Regions from separate parts of the Ovis canadensis genome. Here region 1 is linked to region 2. A link is a contact called in public Hi-C data. All regions are on one chromosome and are shown on one strand. The core of a region is the stretch at or near the end of the contact, and the rest is flanking DNA. Distances in the headings are between cores, read along the strand shown.

Region 1 (5,935 bases), core at 2,824-5,323, 50 kb before region 2:
TCAGTGTTGACCATCTGGTGATGTCCATGTGTAGAGTCTTCTCTTGTGTTGTTGGAAGAGGGTGTTTGCTATGACCAGTGCGTTCTCTTGGCAGAACTCTATTAGTCTTTGCCCTGCTTCATTCTGTATTCCAAGGCCAAATTTGCCTGTTACCAGGTGTTTCTTGACTTCCTACTTTTGCATTCCAGTCCGCTATAATGAAAAGGACATCTTTTTTGGGTGTTAGTTCTAAAAGGTCTTGTAGGTCTTCATAGAACCATTCAACTCTAGCTTTTTCAGTGTTACTGGTTGGGGCATAGGCTTGGATCACCATGATATTGAATGGTTTGCCTTGGAAACGAACAGAGATCATTCTGTTGTTTTTGAGAGTGGATCCAAGTACTGCATTTCGGACTCTTCTGTTGACCATGATGGCTACTCCATTTCTTCTAAGGGATTCCTGCCCACGGTAGTAGATATAATGGTCATCTGAAAGATATTCCCATTTGAATGCAGAGTTCCAAAGAATAGCAAGGAGAGATAAGAAAGCCTTCCTCAGCGATCAATGCAAGGAAATAGAGGAAAACAACTGAATAGGGAAGACTAGCGATCTCTTCAAGAAAATTAGAGATACCAAGGGAACATTTCATGCAAAGATGGGCACAGTAAAGGACAGAAATGGTAAGGACCTAACAGAAGCAGAAGATATTAAGAAGAGGTGGCAAGAATACACAGAAGAACTGTACAAAAAAAGATCTTCACGATCCAGATAATCATGGTGGTGTGATCACTCACCTAGAGCCAGACATCCTGGAACGTGAAGTCAAGTGGGCCTTAGAAAGCATCACTACAAACAAGGCTAGTGGAGGTAATGGAATTCCAGTTGAGCTATTTCAAATCCTGAAAGGTGATGCTGTGAAAGTGCTGCACTCAATATGCCAGCACATTTAGAAAACTCAGCAGTGGCCACAGGACTGGAAAAGGTCAGTTTTCATTCCAATCCCAAAGAAAGGCAATGCCAAAGATTGCTCAAACTACCGCACAATTGCACTCATCTCACACGCTAGTAAAGTAATGCTCAAAATTCTCCAAGCCAGGCTTCAGCAATACGTGAACCGTGAACTTCCAGATGTTCAAGCTGGTTTTAGAAAAGGCAGAGGAACCAGAGATCAAACTGCCAACATCCGCTGGATCATGGAAAAAGCAAGAGAGTTCCAGAAAAACATCTATTTCTGCTTTATCGACTATGGCAAAGCCTTTGACTGTGTGGATCACAACAAACTGGAAAATTCTGAAAGAGATGGGAATACCAGACCACCTGACCTGCCTCTTGAGAAACCTATATGCAGGTCAGGAAACAACAGTTAGAACTGGATATGGAACAACAGACTAGTTCCAAATAGGAAAAGGAGTACATCAAGGCTGTATATTGTCACCCTGCTTATTTAACTTATATGCAGAGTACATCATGAGAAATGCTGGGCTGGAAGAAGCACAAGCTGGAATCAAGATTGCCAGGAGAAATATCAATAACCTCAGATATGCAGATGACACTATCATTATGGCAGAAAGTGAAGAGGAACTAAAAAGCTTCTTGATGAAAGTGAAAGTGGAGAGTGAAAAAGTTGACTTAAAGCTCAACAAAACGAAGATCATGGCATCTGGTCCCATCACTTCATGGGAAATAGATGGGGAAACAGTGTCAGACTTGATTTTGGGGGGCTCCAAAATCACTGCAGATGGTGATTTTTTGCAGCCAGGAAATTAAAAGATGCTTACCCCTTGTAAGGAAAGTTATGACCAACCTAGATAGTATATTCAAAAGCAGAGATATTACTTTGCCAACAAAGGTCCATGTAGTCAAGGCTATGATTTTTCCAGTGGTCATGTATGGATGTGAGAGTTGGACTATAAAGAAAGCTGAGCACCGAAGAATTGATGGTTTTGAACTGTGGTGCTGGAGAAGACTCTTGAGAGTCCCTTGGACTGCAAGGAGATCCAACCAGTCCATCCTAAAGGAGACCAGTCCTGGGTGTTCATTGGAAGGACTGATGCTAAAGCTGAAACTCCAATACTTTGGCCACCTCATGCGAAGAGTTGACTCATTGGAAAAGACCCTGATGCTGGAAAGGATTGGGGGCAGGACGAGAAGGGGATGACAGAGGATGAGATGGCTGGATGGCATCACTGACTTGATGCACGAGTTTGGGTGAACTCCAGGAGTTGGTGATGGACAGGGAGGCCTGGCATGCTGTGATTCATGGGGTTGCAAAGAGTCAGACATGACTGAGCAACTGAACTGAATGGAATGGTGTAGCAGCAGGTAAGTTAGTTAACCTCTCTGTGCCCGATTTTCTCATGGGTTGAGGAAAATAATAGTGATTTATAGGATGGATATGCGAATTGAATGAATCAATAGATACTAGGCTTAGAACTGTGCCTGGCACACAGTAAGTACCCAATAAATGTAATTGTTGTTATTATTTGATGTATCCTTGATGAATCTATGTCCTTTATGATCAGTGAGCTCTGATTACAGAGTGTTATGCACCTCGTTAGGCAGGCTGGTCGGCTCAATGAGGTGCATAACCCAGAGGGCTGTCGAAGTTTGGGAATTTGGACATCTGAGCTGGCGTCGCACTAGGGATGGCTGGACAGGTGAAGATTTTGCATGTAGCAGTGACACGACGGGGACTGGGAGTCTGATTTTCACTGGCTCACCTAGAAGCTCTCAGGAGCTTATTAGGTCCTTGAGGGTCGCAGAATGGGTGCTGAGAACAGTGATTGACAGGGATCCTGAAGAAGCTGCAGAAGCTTATCCTGGCTGTACAGCCCCACCCCCCATGGTGGGCCTCTGGGCCAAGTGATCATCCACTCTGTTCCCCTGCAGCTTCCTTGACCCCTCCCCCTCCTCAGAAAGATCTCAACCCACCACAGGAGGCTGCTCCAGCCCAGCTGCAGAAAACCCCTGACTCCTGCCATCACTTCCTCTTCAAAACATGAAATGGCTGGCCTTTGCTGATTCCTCTGCACCCCTTGAACTTGCTGGAGAAGAGGCAGGCAAGGAGAGGGAGAAGGCAAGTTATTTTCTGGAGTGTCACAACACCTGCGTGGAGGGTGACTGGCATCCCCACTTTACATGTGAGAAAACAGACTCAACAAAGGTTGAGGATCTAGTCCACAACCATGCACAGAGTCAGAAAGGGAGTTGATTCCTAACCAGGTCTTACTGGCCCGAACTCAGGTCTCTGCTGGCCGAGGAGTCGGTCTGTGTGGCTTTTAGTGAATGCTGCAGGGTAAGGGGGACAGTCTCCCACCAGAGGAAGGGATGTCAGCTTATAGTCATCAAGTCATAACCTATTCTCAGGCACACCTGGCCTGTTCTTAGCTCTAACCCAGAATCCAAAAGGCCTCCTGGGTTCTGCTAATCTAGTTTAGGCAGGAGACACTGGGACCTAGGAACTGCTTTGGAGAGAGTAGATCATCATCAACTGTGTTGATAAAATGTTTGTAAAAATGGTGTGAGAAAATGGTTAGTGTGTAAAAGCCATCAGAGTTGGCTTACAGAACTGTTGTCCCACCTGGAAACAGTGGAGGCTGTTAAAAATTGAAGGTCTAGGAGAACACTACAGCCACGGTTCAGGAGACCCAGAGGGAAATCCCACCCTCTCTGGGCCTCTAGTTTTCAGCTGTTAAGACAATATCTCAGGGACTTCCAGCAGATAACTTCCCCAACTCTGCAGCTATTTCCCGGAGGGAACCACCTTTCCTGGAAGGCCTGATGACATCATGCTCCCATTCGGAACCTGCATCTTTCTCTACTGAGGATGAAGAGTCTGGAGAGCAGCCACCGATAAGGAAATTTATCTCCCAGACACTATGGCTAAACAGCCGTGGGTCCCATGGCGAGGAAATGTTATTTTTATGAATTTGGATTCTCCAGGAGAAAGGGCCACAAGGACACTGTGGAATAATGTCTTTTATTATTGTATTGCTTAAATATGTACAAACCGTGCCGAGAGCGGGGGAGGTGAACCGGATGCCACTGTGTTTCTCCATCTGGGGCTCCTGCCCAGCGGCAGCTATTTGGCCTGCGGGCCCGTCCTGACTTTCCAGTTGCTGACCTCACTGACTGACTCACAGATGCTCTGGGTCCTTAGACAGTTACGTTCCCTTTTTGGGCCTCAGTCCCACTTTTTTTTTTTTAAGTGGGGTTATGAGGAAGGGGCTAAAACATCTCTTTGGGAGTGGGGCCTCTGCTGAACTCAATAAGGTCAGAAGTGAAAGGTTTCCAGGCAGCTGGTGGTGCCTGGGTTGCTGTACAAAGTTGGGGAAGGGATGGACCGCCCGCCTCGGAGAGGCACTTCCCCAAGGCCAGGCCTCCTCCAATCCCCCGCCCCCCATCCCCGCAGCCAGGCAGGTTTTCATGCAGTCTTTCTGTCCCTTCCAGCTCCACACCCCTTCCAGAAGGGGCCCCGCCGGCATCTGGGACCTCCAGGGCCCAGGGCACCGCTAGCTACGCAGCAAAGCATACTCCTTGGGCGCCCAGAGCAGGCGCGGGCGGCGGATCTCGGCCCGGCGGCCTATCTCGGGGCTCCAGCAGAACTCGGGCGACAGCAGCTTGGCGGGCTTGTGCAGCCAGAAGAACTTGTTGAGGTGGCTCTCGTCGTGCCAGCGCGCCTCCAGGCCGCGCGCGCGGTCCCGCCGCAGGCCCCGCGCGCAGTGCGCCGTCAGCCGCCGCAGGGCCGCCACGCTGCCCCCGAACACGGCCGCGTGGTAGTAGAAGTCGCCCTCCCCGGGGCCCAGCGCGGCGGCCGAGCGCGCGTCGCGCTCGAAGGGCAGTAGCCGCCGGGGCCAGCGGTAGTGCCAGGCGTGCAGCTGCGCCACCGACTCGGCCAGCGCCTCGGGCCCGAAGGCGCCGCTGAAGTGCTGGTCCACGTCCATGCAGAGCACGAAGCGCGCCTCGCGGCCCAGACGGCCGCCCAGCGCCGCTTGCAGCGCGCGCATGCGCGCCATGGACACGTCCTGCCAGCGGCGCTCGCGTGCCACGCGCTCCACGCGCAGCCGGCGGCCCGGGCCCAGCGGCACGCGGGGCACCGCGGCCGGACGCTCGGTGAACACGTAATACACCACGCGCTGGCCCACCATGAAGTGCTGCTCGGCCGTCTCCAGGAAGCGCTCCAGGTACTTCTCCAGGTACCTGCCGGGCGGGGCGGGGCCGGGCCAAATCAGCCCGGCCGCTGCGCCCTCCGGAGTCCGAGGAGTCTTCGGGCTTACCAGCCCTCCCCATGTCCTTCCTGGGATCCTGCAACCCCAGGCCCCGGAACTCCAAAACTATTCAGCCCCAGAGTCGTCCGAGGTGAATTAAAAATCATTGCCCATTGTTTGCCATCCCTGCCCACAGGGGCTCTGTGTCCCTGCCCTTGAACATGGCACTCCCTGACCGCGTAGGTCAGTAGAGTCCCAAGGAAGGGACGCTGTTCTGGTCCTTGGGAGGACTGGCCCGTTACCCTTTGTCTCTTTAGAGCTCTGGCCCTTTGCTTAAGCACTCTGAGGCTGCCACGAAGTGAGAGAGCCTGAGCTAGCCACGGAGAAAAGCGCCCCCTGGTTTTCCGCAGGCTACTGGCCCGGTGGGGACCCAAACGTTTGGGAGCAGGGAGGGGCCCCATCTGCTGAGCCCTGTCGGAATTCCTGAGCCACAAGACCGTGAGCAATGTCATTGAGTTTGTGGTGACAAACCACAAACCTAGGTAAGTGGGATGTTTGCAATACTAGTAACTTTCTATAAACACACCTTGGAATCCTGGGGTCATAAAATAATAGTAATAATGCCTGATATTTTAGAACATTGATCGTGTGGCAGACAGTTTTCAAAGTAATGTGCATTATCTCATTTAATCTTCACCATTATTATCTTTATCTCAGGTGAGGAAACTGAGTCACAGAGAGCTTTATT
Region 2 (6,698 bases), core at 2,897-5,396:
TCCTTGTAAGACAGCGCAGCATTAGAAAGGAAACTACCCACCCTTGGTAGAGGGATGAAAATATAGCAGAAGTGGCTAACGGCATGGATTTTAGAGACAGATCTGGTTTGCATCTTGGTTCTGCCACCTACAGGCTGTGCAACTGAAGACAAATTGTTTAACCTCGCTGAGTCTTGATTTCCTCTTCTACAAACAGGGATACACTTCAGAGTAGTCTGTTAGTATCAAAAGGAAGATTATGTTTCAACCACAAAGAGGAGAGTTTCACTGCCTTTGTTCATGCTGAGAAGATGCACAATACACCGTAGCTATTCTTAAAATACTACCTGCTATGTATATATTGCTTTGAACTCAAAGCATTCTTATAATCTGAGTCTCATTTATTCCTTACAAGCAGCCTCTGAGGCAAATGGGCAGTGTTCCCATGTTACTAGCAAGGGGAGTTGTTTCCAGGAGACTTCTACAATGCCGCAGATTCAGGGAAAATTGACTTCATTTGACACATGAGGCGGGGTGTCTTGGATCTCATAAATGCTTGAAAAATGCTGACGGGTGAGTGAAGGGCGCAGTCAGCAAGTGCAAATTAAGACGGCAGGCTTTCAAGGGTTAGTTGGAGGCTGTTGAAAACTTTGGAGGTAATCTTGGATGGGTGAGGAAGGGGGAGTGTGATGCCAGGAGGAGAGATGGAAGGCCTGCACGGGTCACGCTGGTCACAAAGGGGTCGGGGTTGGGGGGAGGAGAGGGGGAGGATCTGTGTGGGGGAGCCCTGAGCAATTACAGTAGTTCTGGGGTCTTGAGTCCCCCACCCAGAGTCAGAGTCAGTGGTCAGAAGTCATTAACGTGCTAATTATTGAATACCTCCTGTGACCCGATGAAGCAGGAAATAAAAGACGCAGTGAAGGTTTCTAAACAAGCAAGGTGCAAGTCTCTGAGGAAGGTGACTCTGGCAGGTATGGGAGGAGGGTCAGGTGGTCAGTTAAACCTCATACGGTCAGCAGGCCTTAAGCAAACCTGGGAGCTGACACAGAGAAAATATGGTCAGAACATGGTGAGAAAGTGGGTGGTGATGGAGGGTGGGAATAAGGAGTGAAAGGGAACGAGCATCTACTGTGAGCCTGCTCAGTGCTGGACACATCGCATCTCATCCATCTTTGTAGCATGTGGTGAAAATAACCATCTTAGTCTCATAAATGAAGAAATCAAGGTTTACAGAGATGAAGTAACAGGATGCTGGTCACAGAACCAGTAAGTGATGAAGCTGGGGTCTGAAACCAGGTCTCACTGTGAAGCCTATGCTTTTCCCATTCTAACACTCCTGCCTCCCTGAAGGGAAATGAATCAAAACTGTCCTGAGATTGTAAGCCTGGGTCCAGGAATACCTGATGACTGTGGACAGTGGCCAGGAACGGGGAAAGGGGGATCCTTTCTGAAGAGGGAGACTTCCAGCTTTGGGGTTTGATGTATGAATTTCCAAATTTAAAAAATGTGTATGCAGGTGGGGTGACATCCTCATGGGAGGATCCCATAGACAGCTGGAAATCGCTGGGGGCGGGGGTGGGGGGGCAGAGTTGGATGTGTACTGAGGAGTCATCTGTGAACACTGGGGGCAGGCATCTGAAATGTAAGAAAAGGCAAGGTCTGCTAGAAGAGAGGTGTCAGAGTCAAACACGACAGGGGATGGATGGACTGAGCGTTTTGGGAGTCCCACAGCTAATGGCAGTGGGGCCGGGGAGAAGCAAGGAGCTGCAGGGCCCACCTACGTGCACAGATGGTCCCAGGCCCACGTGGCCACTCTGGGCAGAGATGTCTCCCAGTGCCAGCTGAGATAATCCCCTTCACTTCTGTTCTGGAGACATACTCAGTTTTCAAGGCGCAACTCAAATTTCCATAGCCCCTCTTAGAATTTACACTTGTTCAGCTCTAATGCCCATATGGTTGGCATTGTGTTTGGCACATAATAGGTGCTAAATGAGTATTTGTGGAGCTGAATTGAACAATTAAGGAGGGAAAGCTATATGGAGATGGTAATTAATTATTTTTTTCTGAGCCATACCTTCTTCATTTGTGAGATGAATAATTATTGCTAGGAGTAAATGAGATATGTAGGTTAGGCATTTAGTACAGTGCCTGGAACATGGTTGTTCATTATTGGTTGGTAATTATCATTACTGGTAGCAACCATGGATGTAACCTAAGAGGAGCTTAGGGGGAAAGAGTTGGGGAAAGAAGGAATGCCCGGCAGTTCCAAGGCACACAGTCTGCCTCTCTTCTTTCTCTCTCTCACATACATGCACACCCATGGTGAGAAATGTTCAACAAATATAAAACTTCTCTGCTGATATCTGCTGGCTTCTCCCAACCCTGACCTAATACAAGGAGGAGATGCTTAGTAATCTCAATCTGGTCCTACAGTGGGTAACTGAAATGATCGTCATAATTGGTTGCGTGATTTTAACATTAAAATTGCTGGAGCCAGAAAACAGGACCTCGTGTAATGTTTTCGTTTCTACTGAACTTCCTCAGCAAAAGTGTGTTCTACCCCACAGTTTGGCAGGTGCTTTGGGAGGGTAATATGGTACCCAAGGGTCCTGGAATCAGCACGCGTCACATTGTCCAGCTTCTCACAGACAGAATCACTACTCCCTGACACAAAACCCTCTCTGTGGTAAAAACAAAGCCACTGTGTGGCAGGCCTTCCCAACAGTGAATTCTCTCTCCTTCCAGAGACCTGAGGAGGGACGAAGAGACAGAACAAAGACCGGCATCTGGAGCACAATTGTGTGAAAAGCTCCCAGGATTTCTAGTGACTGGACGGCTCTCTTATGACAGCATCTCCCTCCTGGTCAGCCACTTTCTTCTCACCTTTGGGCCTGCGTGTATGTCCAGGGGCCTTGAGTGGAGCCACTAGAATGAGGACTCCAAGAACCAAGCCTCTTATCAGGAGCTGTGACCCAGCTCCTCCCCCATCCCCATCTCCTCTGGAGGCCAGGCCTCTGGGGACCCCTCTTCTGCCCTCCTGGTTCAGTCTCAGTCTTTCCATCACACTGCGAGGCCCAACCTCCCTGCTCTGCTCTCTGCCCCCTCCCCCCTCCCCCACCCACCAACCCACCCCTTTGCCGGGCATAAGGGACCTTTTCTATTTGCAGAGCCTAAAGAAGCCCGTTGCCAAGGTGACAGGAGCAGGAACAGCAGGGAGCTTGCCATGGGGGGAGGGGCTTTGCCCCCAAACAGCTGTCAGTGGGAGCAGTCCCAGCTGGGACTGCAGCATTTGCCTGCTGGGGAGGGAACGGCCCCCAGAGAACACATTCCTCCTGCTCTCCTCCCCGCCGACACTGCCCCCCATCACAAGTCTCCACTGGTTACTTTCCCTGGGGGCAACCAGCCAGCCAGCTCAAAAAATGCTTCAATAACAAACAAAACCTGCCACTCCGCTCCCCAGTCCCTCTCTCTCAGTCTCTCTCACACTCACACACACACACACACACACACACACACACACACACGCATGCGCACACACTCTGATCCCCGCAGTTCATTCACAGTGTGTTGGCTGGGCAGGAGGCCAGAAGTTACCTCCTGCCTGGGGAACAGTGGCGGCCCAGGGCAGGTGCTGCTCCTGGCCACCCCCTCCCCACCCCCATCAGGTCAGGAGAATTATTTCAGACTTTTTTTTTGTTCTAGAAGCCCTAAAAGGATCTGTTAGCATCTTAAGCCTCCCCGCTGCCTTCCATTTGGGCTGTTGAGGGTGGGGAGTAGAACCACGGAGAGGAAGGGGTGGGAGGGGAAGTGAAGAACAGGGGGGACAGTGGGAGGCAGAACAATGCAAAGCCTAGTGATTCCTGTCACTGGGGAGAGAGTCTTTGTGGTCTGCGACTCACAGCTGCTCCAAAGAGTTCTTGTACTGCCTATAGCCACATACTGTTAGTCTTAGGCCACAGCTGGGGCCCTGGGCCTTGGTCTGTAACTCACTGGCCTTCCCTTTTATCAAGGCTCAAGAGAAGAGAGCCCTCTGCTAGACTCTGTAAAACCCAGAACAATCTGAGAACCACGAGGCTCTCTGAACTTTGGGTCAGGAATAAGAAAGGCCTAGGAAGCCCCAAAAGAGCTGAAAGAGGCAAACACGGCTTGATGATTAAGAGCATACTGTCTGACTCAGCCAGACGTGGAGCTGGTTTCCAGTTCTGCCACGTAATACTGATGTGACCTTGAGTGATATTTATAGTAATTTCTTGGGTAACCACTCTGAACTTTGGTTTTCTCATCTGTAAAATGGATGAAAATATCTACAGGGGTTGTTCTGAAAGGCAGAAGAGGTGGGGTACATAAAAAAGCCCAGCGTGTTGTCTAATACACATCAGACGTTTTTATCAGTGCTGGTCCCCTTTGTGTTCAGTTTTCTTGAGGCCCCAGGGTTGCCTAGGAGCCTTAGGAGGAAACCTAAGAACTAGTCTTTCCATTGAAGGGTCCTTAGAATCTGGGGGGTGGGCACTGGCTTAGATCTAGGCAGGGGTTATGTTTTGACCTGGGTAGAAACGGGATTCTCAGGAAGTCTTGAAATGCAGATGTTGCTCTATGGTTTGTAGGTGGCATGAGGAGGTAGGAGAAATGTTATTTTGGGGTCCTTGCTTTAGTCTCAGCTGATATCAGCTCATTTTAAGACACCCCACCTCCCCCCACCCAGACTTTACCCTCTGAGCCTCGGTTTATTTCTCCATAAAAGGAAGAAGCTGGACTAGTCTCTGGAGAAAGCAATGCCAGACAGGAAGAAAGGCCCAGAGTCACAGGGTGGTTAAGCTTCTGCAGAAAGCTGCCTGCCTCAGCTCAGAGGGTCCACTGGAGGCAGAGACCACCTCTGTCCTTGAAGCCTCCAGAGGGTGAATAAAGGACTTGAATTCAGGCTCTTCGCAGCTCACATCGCAAGGCTCTACCTATGCCTCTGTGATCTGTCCAGAATGTCTTCCCCTCTTTTGTTGGGGAAATGACTCCTGCTTCAATATCCAGTGCCATTTCCCTGGGGGGACAGCATCTCTGATCCATCCTGCCTGGCACAGAGGTGTCCATCTAGGCCCCCCCGTACCTCACACTTACTCCTACAATGGCAATTATGAAATCAAATGGATTTGCTTAAGAATCTATCTCCCTTCTTCTGATTGCACCCTCCTTTAGGTGAGAAATCACATTTTGATCATTGCGGTTATCTAGTAACAAGCACAAAGCAGGCTCTCAAGAAAAATAAAAACGCAGGTTAGACTGGACGGTAAAATGGTCTGGGTGAGGACAGAGTGGGAGTCGTTATTTCAGGGATGTGACCAGGGTGACTCTATCTGTAATGCAAGGTCACATGGTCCATCACTACATTTCTGTGCTATGAGAGCCTGGTCTTCTTGCCGAGACTGATTAGTCTGGCCTCCAGGGCTGCTGGCAGATTTCCTCATCAAGGATTGCCTTCAGTAGGCAGCGCTGGGAGAAGTTTAGCAGCAGGGAGAATCTAGCCCTAGGGAATACTGATTCATCCTGTTCATATAATTTGCCTCATAAATAATCTGCTAGATTATTACTTTTTTAATCTGCAAGATTTATTCTTGAGTACCACTCTTACTGGCAAACCTTTCTTGGCTCCTCTCCCTCAGGCTAGATGGTGCCTCTGTGATCCTCCAGGGCTCAGAGCTAACATCTATGACAGGCTGTACTCATCTGTCTCTCCAGACCCTGCCCACCTGGGAGGCAGGGCCCATGTCTTATTTATCTCGGCACCCCCGGAACTGGCAACATAACCGATGCATATTAGTCAACAAATGTCTGTTGAGTGACGAGAAAATAAACTTCTCACTTCCTCATCTCCCTGTGTGGTTCTTACATGCCTCTGGCTAGCCCCTGTCCTTTTTTTTGCTGACTCTTAGAGAATTACAAAATAGTGTAACTGCCAAACCTCCACTGCCTAGGTGAAGAGCTATGATTTGGTACCCTGAGAATCATGGTACCCATTGTGAAGAAGGTCTTATTTGGGATTGCCCTGGTGGTCCAGTGGTTAAAACTCTGTGCTCCCACTACATGGGGCACAGGTTCGATCCCTGGATGGGGAACTAAGATCCGGCATGACACATGGTGTGGCCAAATAAAAGAAAATTAAATGATGGACCATTTATATGAACAAGGTTCTCCTCTTAAAAAAAAAGAAAAAGAAGGTCCCATTTGTTTCCACTAACATGGCTTCCTTCTTTAAAGCTGGACGAGAAGCATGAAACAGACTCTGGAGCTGGAGAACATCTCAAGACTGTAGAAAAGGGGAAAGAGAGATCCACGGCTGACACCTTATCTTGCCCATGGGAAATAGGAGAGTGTGAAAATTTCCCCCTGACCCATCGTCCTTCTGAGTTTTCAGGGATAGGATCCTTCCTCCTGGAGTGCTTACCTGGTGCAATGAGCGGGTGGGTAGCCACGGCGGGCACCATCCGGCTGAGCCCAGCCCGGCCCTCCAAGCTCCCGGGCACACTGCCGTTGCTGTCTCCTCTCTTGAGTGGCTCTGTCACACTGTCGGTTGTGCCAGACTTGGCACCTGCAGGGGAACCCTGAGCAGTGTTTCTGCCCTGTGATGGGGTAGGCAGAGGCTGGCTACCACTTGGCGTGGGCTTCAGGGCCAAGCTGCTCAGGACAGGCTGGGTGGGGGTAGGGCCCGAGGCTGCTGCAGCTGGTGTCTG

The links. Hi-C and Micro-C count contacts between places; a contact is called where the count stands out from the background.
Region 1: a contact with region 2 is called in a Hi-C map of lung, with 4 times the contacts expected there. The contact joins two enhancer-like sites. A contact is called at or near these places in 2 of 2 Hi-C or Micro-C datasets (fibroblasts and lung).

The regions. Positions count from the first base shown.
Region 1 is chr2:239,893,494-239,899,428 of ARS-UI_OviCan_v2, reverse strand. It overlaps A3GALT2 (alpha 1,3-galactosyltransferase 2), which reads right to left. Exons shown (of 5, transcript XM_069574723.1): 5 at 3,944-5,179. The coding sequence ends at 4,492. Among named protein-coding and RNA genes, the nearest start is that of A3GALT2, 11 kb to the right of the region's middle. Within about 2 kb of position 4,073, the one cell type or tissue checked has open chromatin away from gene starts, as enhancers often do. A contact at or near this core is called in fibroblasts, where this site is marked.
Region 2 is chr2:239,843,094-239,849,791 of ARS-UI_OviCan_v2, reverse strand. It overlaps PHC2 (polyhomeotic homolog 2), which reads right to left. Exons shown (of 14, transcript XM_069574721.1): 6 at 6,413-6,698. Among named protein-coding and RNA genes, the nearest start is that of A3GALT2, 39 kb to the left of the region's middle. Within about 2 kb of position 4,146, the one cell type or tissue checked has open chromatin away from gene starts, as enhancers often do. A contact at or near this core is called in fibroblasts, where this site is marked.